Regions from separate parts of the Rattus norvegicus genome. Here region 2 is linked to region 1. Evidence: chromatin contacts called from public HiChIP or PLAC-seq data. All regions are on one chromosome and are shown on one strand. The core of a region is the stretch at or near the end of the contact, and the rest is flanking DNA. Distances in the headings are between cores, read along the strand shown.

Region 1 (3,963 bases), core at 592-3,091:
GTTCAGGGTTCTGCTAAGGACCCAAGCCTTCACTGAGCAGCTTCTTGCCCATGGCTTGCAACAGCATCTTAACTTTTCACAATGATGTGTCCCCAGATGAGACAGATAATGGAGTTAGGAGTAGCATCGCCTCCTCAGTCTCGTCAGAAGGTCTCTTCCCTTGGAAGAGGGTGTTTGGAGATGGCTGAGACTTTGTAGAGGCTGGAAAACACCCGACCCTATGCTTTCCCTGTGTGGTGGTTTCTGCTGGCTTTAAGAAACTATGTTTCCTTTGAAGTTCCTTTGAGCCTTGAATACAACAGCTTCTGCTCAGCTGGCTTGAAGGCTTGGTGACAGAAACCATGGGAAGAACCGGTGGACAGGATCTCTGAGAACCAGAGATGTCCACGAAGGTGGAAGTCCCTGGGAGTCTCCTGTAGGCAGCTCTTCTTCCTCACAGCTCCTCCTTAGCTTTCCCTGTTGCCAACCCAGTCACCACATTCCCAACCACATTCTATTTTGGGTGTTGACACCGAGTTCTAAGCCTTAGCTAATCACCGAGATCCTGTAGGTTTTTTTGTCCTCTGAAACCCTCCTGGAACTTCAAAAGCCACCCACAAGCACAGACGAATAAAGCCAGAGGCTTCTGATAGCCTGGAAACAAAATTCTTAGGTTAGAAAGGCAAGTTACAGAGTCAATAAATATTTAGCGGTTATAGCCATGCAGAATACACGTGGATCTGAACAGCAAGCAGCAGCAGGCTCAAGGCAGGTGAGGGCACGGGTTTGCCTAGTTCAGTTTAGCTTGAGGATTTCAAACAAGGCAAACACACACACCTAACCAATTCATTTGCTCCTCTGTGAGTCACCTGCCTATTGCGAGTGGTTGTCAATTTGGAGTCTGATTCATGATTTGTTTATGTTCTTAGAGGGAATTAATTTCATTTAACTATCAAAGGAGACTTTTAAGTGACAAGCTTGAACCAAAGGGATCGATAACACCTAAAAGTTAAAGAAGCAACTAACGTCCTTTCAGGTGTCCGAGCAAATGAGACCTATCCCCAGGTTCTTTCTCGGTCTTCCTATTTTGTTTGGGATTTTTTGTCTCATTTTAAAGCCAGCTGTGGAAAAAGACTTTTCAAGATAGAGTTGCAAGTGTGTGCTTCTTGGGTTCTCAGTGTCCCTGATCCAGAGTAATCAGCCCCAAGAATTCCTCTAGATCTGACAATAGCCCTCTTAACATCGCTGGGAAGTCAGAACTCAGGGACCACTCCACTCCAGTGCCACTGTCTGATGGGAGGATTCTTTTCCACCTGGGGCTCCTGCTATTGAGGCTTGGGCGCCCTGCTGGGGCTCAGCTGATATTCCTTGTACTTCATCCCTGCCGATGACAGTGTCAGCAGGCCAAAGTGGGACTCTTTCTGTAGGTAGCTAGCTGATGAGCTAAGCAGGTAGGTATTCAAGGCCAGTGCGTTTCTTCTCCAAATGGGCCAGCAGCTCCCCAGTTAGATGAGGGAGTGGGGGTGGGGAACGAGGCTGAGATCTCTCCTTCAGCTTTTTATACCACACTTGCCAGGATCACAGCAATGATTCACCTAGAGACGGGGCGGCAGTTTCCCCCATTAGCCTTCAGACGCTCGGACCCATAAGGTTACGAAACAACTTTTACTTTTATCCATATGTGCACGTCCCTCCCTGCCACCCGGGCGCCCACTCTCCGAGGCCAAGGTGGCAGGGAGGTGGCGCGCAGGAGCCGCGATCGTGGGCGTCCTCGTCCCGGCCGGGGTCCCCGGGTCCTCGGACCTCACGTAGTCAGAAGCCAGCCAAGCTCCCAGCTCTGCAGCGCCGCCGCGTGGGGTGGCCAGGGTCCCGCGTGCCCGGCGGGAGAGGCGCGGGGGAGGCGCGCGGGCCTGGGCGGCGCGGAGCAGAGCTGAGCAGAGCGGAACAGCCGCGTCCGCCCCCGCCGGGCCGCGCGCAGCCGAGCCCGGAGCCGCGAGCGCGCGCCCAGCGCAGGGCCAGCGCGGCCGCCCGAGGGTCGCGTCCGCGTCCATCCCCCGGCCGCAGACCCTGCGGTCCTCGCGCCCTACCGCCACCTGCTGCGCGACGCCGCTGGCTCTCGACTCTGCAGCTGGGGGTCAGCGCGCACCCCGGCAGAGCAGCCCCACGCGTGTCCCCGCGGACTGAGCCCTTCTCGTCACGCTCGCCACGCACGGCCACGCTCCGGTGCCAGGTACCTGGGACGGTCTGAAGTGGCGTGGGCACGCAGCACGCGTGGAACGCAGACCCAGGGAGGTTGGAGGGAGCAAGGTTGGGGGGAAGAGTCTGACGCGTTCCTGAAGTCGCGTCCGGACGTGGAGCTGGGGAGGTGGTGGCGAGCAGAGCTCAGGTAGTCCCTGGCCCTTTGGACGCGGGACCCACGCCACCCCTGTAGGGGCCACGTCCACGACACCATGGTCGGTGGGGCCAAGAAAAGCCAGACGCGCAAGTGCCTAAAGTTTTCCTCTGAGCGCTTTGCTGGACTTAACTTTGAAATGGGAGGCAGACCTGAGCAGTTTAACCAGTTTTAACACTAACAGAGGGAGAGGGGGAGCAGGGCTTGCTGCCCGCATTTCAGTTCTTAGTACCAGAGGCATAATCGCGTCTGTCTCCAAGGGCCACGGCGAGGGAGACAGTGAACACACTGACTGTCTTCCTTATGCTTCGGGTCATGGTTTATTTAACAGGCTTGGGGCTTAGGTTACAAGGCACCAGAGGGGATTCTGAGTTTAATCTTAGACATAATCAGGATTTGAATCAACAAATATTTGTTGAGCAGTCATTTACTAACCGGCAGGACTTCGTTTTCGGTATGAGGTAGGTAGGTGTACATGTGCTGAGAGGCGGAGTAGTTACCCAAATGAGCAAGCATTTGTTTTTTGAAATGCAAGGGAATAGGAAGACCGCGGTGTGACTGGACTTGTTGCCTGCAGGTGGCCAGTTGGCACCGTGTCAGGACTGAACCAGAAAATCTAAGCGGGACACAGGCACCTGTGTTTGCCTCTCTCTTGGGAGCCCACCTCGCACCTTCCAGAACTATTTTAAAGTAAGCCCCTCCTTTGGTGGAGGCTGGAACTTCCTTTCATTTACCTAAATACATAGCAACCACGAACTAGAATCTCAGCCCTGATGTTCCCTGGGAACTAAGTCGTGCTGACACACACCTGAGATGACTGAGGATCAAGATCACCTCAAGAGCTCTTTGTGATTATAAAATGGTGGCGAGAAAGCTCCGTGGGGGGTGGGTGGCTGAAGATGTCTGCCCCATGTTGAGCTGGGCTGAATTCCAGGCTCGATCCTAGTGTTGTGCAATTCCATATTGGAGCATGAGACAAGACCAAGAGATCAGGAAGACTGACCCCGTCCTTTACTTAAGATTGAGGTATTTTGTAACATCATGGATTTTCATATTTATTTTAAATGCTTCAAAATGTTGCATTTAACATTTCTAGTAGCATGGCTGACTTTTTTCTTTCTTTCTTTCTTTCTTTTTTTTTTTTTTTTTTTTTTTTTTTTTGTAACCTGAGAGGCGTTCTCTTGGACTCGCTGTGGTTCTAGATTTGTTTCAGCTTCTCCAGCAGCCTCTCCCCATTTATAGAATTGGTGTAATAGCCCATAAGGGGAGTATCCATCCATAGCTGTTGCGTGGCTGTGCTGCAGGAGCTGGTGAGGGTGTGAATTTTGGCGCGTGGTAGGCTGTCTGCTAGGGTGGTCGGGCTAGGAGCATCAGCACTCAGCCTGGTTCTTTGGGCCTTATCAAATCGCGCCTCAAATCTGTCTACTTGGATCTTTATGGAGAAGGGGAGAAGTGGCAGCATTCTGCCTGTGTGCCCACCTCTAGATCCCTGTCCTGAAGGCTCTGTGGTGATGGATTTTATGAGATGGTCCCCCCTGCACTGGATTAAAGTTCATTATAGTCGAGATTCCAGAGAGCTTCTTCCCTCCTTT
Region 2 (3,963 bases), core at 702-3,201, 150 kb before region 1:
TGTAGCCCAGTGCATGCAGTTCAGGCTGACCTTGAACTCACTGTAGATGATACTGGCTTTGAATTCCAGATCCTCTTGCTTCTACCTCCCAAGCACTCTCACTCATTACAAACACTATGGCAAAGCCTGGCACCAGAAAACAGTTTTCAACTGAAGAACTGAGGCTGAATGATTTTCATAAAATAACCAAAAAATTTAAAGCTAAAATTTACAAAGACGTTAAAACTTACTGTTGCTCCCCACCCCAGATAAAAATTACAATCAATAAATGGGCTAACGAAATGGGCCATTCTCAAAAGAAGAAACATAAATGACCAGTAAATGTTTTGAAAAGTTCTGAACAGCATTAGCCATGGTTGGGGGGGGGGGGCGTGCAAATTAAGGTTTGTACCCTAAATCAGAAGGGCTATCATTGTGAAAACAAATTACAAGTGCTGGCAAGGATGTGGAGGAGCCCTTTCACAGTGCTGGAAGGCATGCAAACTGACGTGAACTCAGTGTGAAGACTTCTCAAAAAACTACACAGAGCTACCCGCGACCTAGAGTTACTGCTTCTGATACGCCCGGAGGCCTTCACACGCTACCACAGGGACACTTGACTATTTATTCCTGTTTATTGCTGCGCTATTCACAAGAGCCAGGGAATGGATCCGGCCTAAATATCCTGAACAGATGAACCAATAATGGGAGCATTGTACATATACGACGAAACTTGACTCTACCATAAAAACAAGTCACGAAATCTGCAGAAAAACGGACTTGGAAATTATTTTAAATGAGATAACAGACTCACGAAGTCAAAAGCCATTATGTTCTTGCATGCCGATTCTAGCTTTACATGTAGGGGGTAAATACGGGTGTGAATGTGGACATAGCTCACGAAACTACAAGGTGAGGCGGGAAAGAGTGGTTTGAGGGTAACAGAACACTGTGACATGAAAAAGGCAGGGACCACTGGGGTCACTGGAGTGGAACGGCAAGGGGAGTGGACAACAGAAACAAATTTTGAAGGCAAATGCCACAAAGAAACCTATTTACTTTGCGTCCTAATAAAATAAATAAAAACGGGGTAAAAAAAAAAACCTTCTGGCTAAGATGGGTAGAAGCGGTAACGCACTCACAAAAGCAGTATGACAAAATACTTTTCATGCTAAACTGAAAAAAAAAAAAACAATGGCAGCACAGCGCGGGGCTCATTTCCATTTAGAAAGATTCGAGATGCCATTTTAAGGCTCTCGAATAGAAAAAAAAATACGTCGGATAAGAAAAGGCCCAATTTTGCTCGCTGGTAGGAGCCAAACTCGGGGTAAAACCTTCAGATACAGTATTTAACATCTCACGAGGTTTTATATCCTTTCTTGATTTTCATTGCTAAGCGTGCTAGAGAGGACCGGCGTGTAGAACAGAAATGCCCGACTGGCATGGGGGAGATGAATGCTGGATCTGCCATTTCCCAGATCCATCCTGACCCGAGCAGACCCGTGGCACCAGGACAGATCGTCTCCCGCCAGGAAGCTGCGACAGGGTCCCCCACCTTAAGGCTCCCACAGCACAGCTTCCTGACGATGGCTGCGCACCGGAGCAGCTCTAGGGAGTAACCGCCTCCCTCAGCTAGAAACGCCTGGGGTTCCTGGGACCGCAGCAGGGGCGCCAGCGCCGGGCGACGGCCACCGCGCTTGCGCGTTCCGGCTACCTCCTCGCAAGCGCAGGCTGGAGGATGGTTACTAAGAGACTGGACGCACGGGTCGGCCATCACGGCGCTGCGTGGCCGTGCGCCTGCGCGGCGCGGATGGACCAGGAAAAGGCCTCAAGTCGGAGCCCTGACAGCTCGGGCCCGCTGCTGTCTACGTCGCTACGTGCTCGCTCGGGTGCGCGCGCACGATCCGTAGTTCCCCCCCCCACGAGAGGGCGTGTCGAGCCAAGTACGCGTGCGCACGGGGGCTAGGGCGCGCCGGACGGAAGTGGAGCGGAGGCGCCGGGGAGGTGGAAGGAGAGCCCCGCTCAGGTACAGAGCGTGAGGGCGGGGCGTCGGCCAGCCCCGAGCTAACCGCTCCCGCCCTCTTCCCGCTGCGCCCTGCCCAGCGCCGGCCTCCGCCGGGGCGGAGCCAGGGGGCGGGAAGAAGGAGACAGGGGCGGAGGATGGAGGCCGGGGTGGGGCTGGATCTCTGGCAAGGCCATAGGCCCCATAGTGGCCGGGATGAGCTCCGGGGAGGACGGTGGCCGCGGAGGCCAGGGGAGGGCTGCGGAGCTCCAGGGAGAAGCCTCGGAGGTGCGCTGGGCTAGAAGAGAGCCACTCCGGGGCGGCTGCAAGAGGGTGGGGAGAGCCTCACGGTGGCCCGGGGTGGGCATCGCTGTTTGGGCAGCTGTGTCGTGGGTAACCCGCCGGGTAGGATGGCTTCCAGGAGCAAAATTTACCCTAGTTTCTGGGGAGTTCATGGTTGAGCCCAGTTCCTATGGTGACCGCTTCGCTGCTGCCTGCCTCAGCTTGGTTGTTGGGGGACTGATTGCTTAGAGACACTGAGGTGAAGCTGTGGCATTTGGAAGTTTAGCCTGTCTGTTTCAGGACCCCCCAGTCTCTCCTCAATCTCTTCTTTATAGATTAGAAGGCAGATGAAGGGAGAAATTGAATTTTGCATGAAAAAAAAATCTCACAATCTCCTAGTTTGTACAGAGGAAAGGCAGGGTAGGCTGGTTTTTGTTTGAAAACTTATTCAAGACTCAAATAGGCATCTGTCATGCATTTAATATCTAAAAATGCCGACGTATATATGTACATAAGTATTTGTATATAATCTTCAGTCAACGATTTAGATTTTAAGAAAGGTTTGCACAAGTGACAGGGTTCGGTGTTTTCTTTAAGCCCCTGCAGACCTGCATGTCCCACGGTACTAGCTAGTCATTTTATTCTACTGGTTTTCAGGATTTCGAGTACATTTTGTTCACTTTCGGGAAATAAAGTCATAGTAATTTCGGAATAGAATAGGTTGTTAAGCTAAAGGGAAGTTATATTTAACTGTGCTTGAAGAACAAAACAATTGTATTTTAATTAAGCAATGAACTAAGTCCTTCTGTCTTAATTACTGGGAAAGAAATAATAAATATATTACATCAACCAATATTCCTTTCAAACCCCCAAACCTCGATATTATTTAATGGCAGTTTTAAAAACAGGTTTTACTTATTTTCCAAAGAAGAATCATTGCCGTAGCCCAGAATATAACCAGGCAAAGAGAGAGCCTCTGGGTTCTGTTTTCAGTCTAATGTCTCATTTGTTTAAAAATCATTTGGTTTTAAAGTTTTCCACAAGTAGAGGCCATTAAAACAGGTGTAATTTATTCCCTAACAAGTCACATGCTCTTGCGCTTCCTTTATTCCCCATACTGGCAATGCTAGCCATTTTCTTGCTTTTCCTAGTAGTTTTATCATCCTGTGCAAAAGTACAGCTTACAGTCTGCCTTGTTAGGGGACTTTATAGAAGGGAAACTGTAGCAGGTGTTCTACAGCTTATTTTCAACACTTAGAGGTTGTATCCTTACTGCTTCTAGGTAGTTTGCTAGTGTTCCACTGTAAAGATATACCACAATTTACTGTCGGTGGGTTTTCAAATATCTGACAGGGTTATGGGTATTAAAATATATGCATCTCATGTTTTGAGGAGAGGCAGTGGGGAAGGTAGTTCTTTTTGTTTTAGTTGCACCATTAGTCTTAGTCTTAAATTACTAATCCCTTTGGTCTAGAAAAGCCTTCAGAGAACAGCTAACTCCGTCTTGGGTTTCTAAGGTCTTGATAAACACTGCCTCTCCATTGTTTCATGCTGCATTGAGAACATAAGTTATTTCTTTAGAGACTGGATTGTAGAAACAGAGATGAGCTTGGAGCTTGGAGTGAAATGACTGGGGAGATTTTGTTGTTGTTTACCTTAAGAAAAGTTTAAACTTTAATGACTTTACTATTTTGCTTGAA

The links. HiChIP or PLAC-seq counts read pairs in DNA pulled down with a chosen protein or histone mark.
Region 2: a contact with region 1 is called in an H3K27ac HiChIP or PLAC-seq map of oligodendrocytes, with 4 times the contacts expected there. The contact joins the promoter of Tsga10 here to the promoter of Cracdl in region 1. A contact is called at or near these places in 2 of 12 Hi-C or Micro-C datasets (frontal cortex and mammary epithelial cells) and 1 of 1 datasets of contacts at active chromatin or transcription factors (oligodendrocytes).

What each region holds. Positions count from the first base shown.
Region 1 is chr9:47,444,490-47,448,452 of GRCr8, reverse strand. It overlaps Cracdl (CRACD like), which reads left to right and starts at 1,841. Exons shown (of 11, transcript XM_063268117.1): 1 at 1,841-2,209.
Region 2 is chr9:47,592,049-47,596,011 of GRCr8, reverse strand. Tsga10 (testis specific 10) reads left to right here and starts at 1,951. Exons shown (of 20, transcript NM_001393709.1): 1 at 1,951-2,005.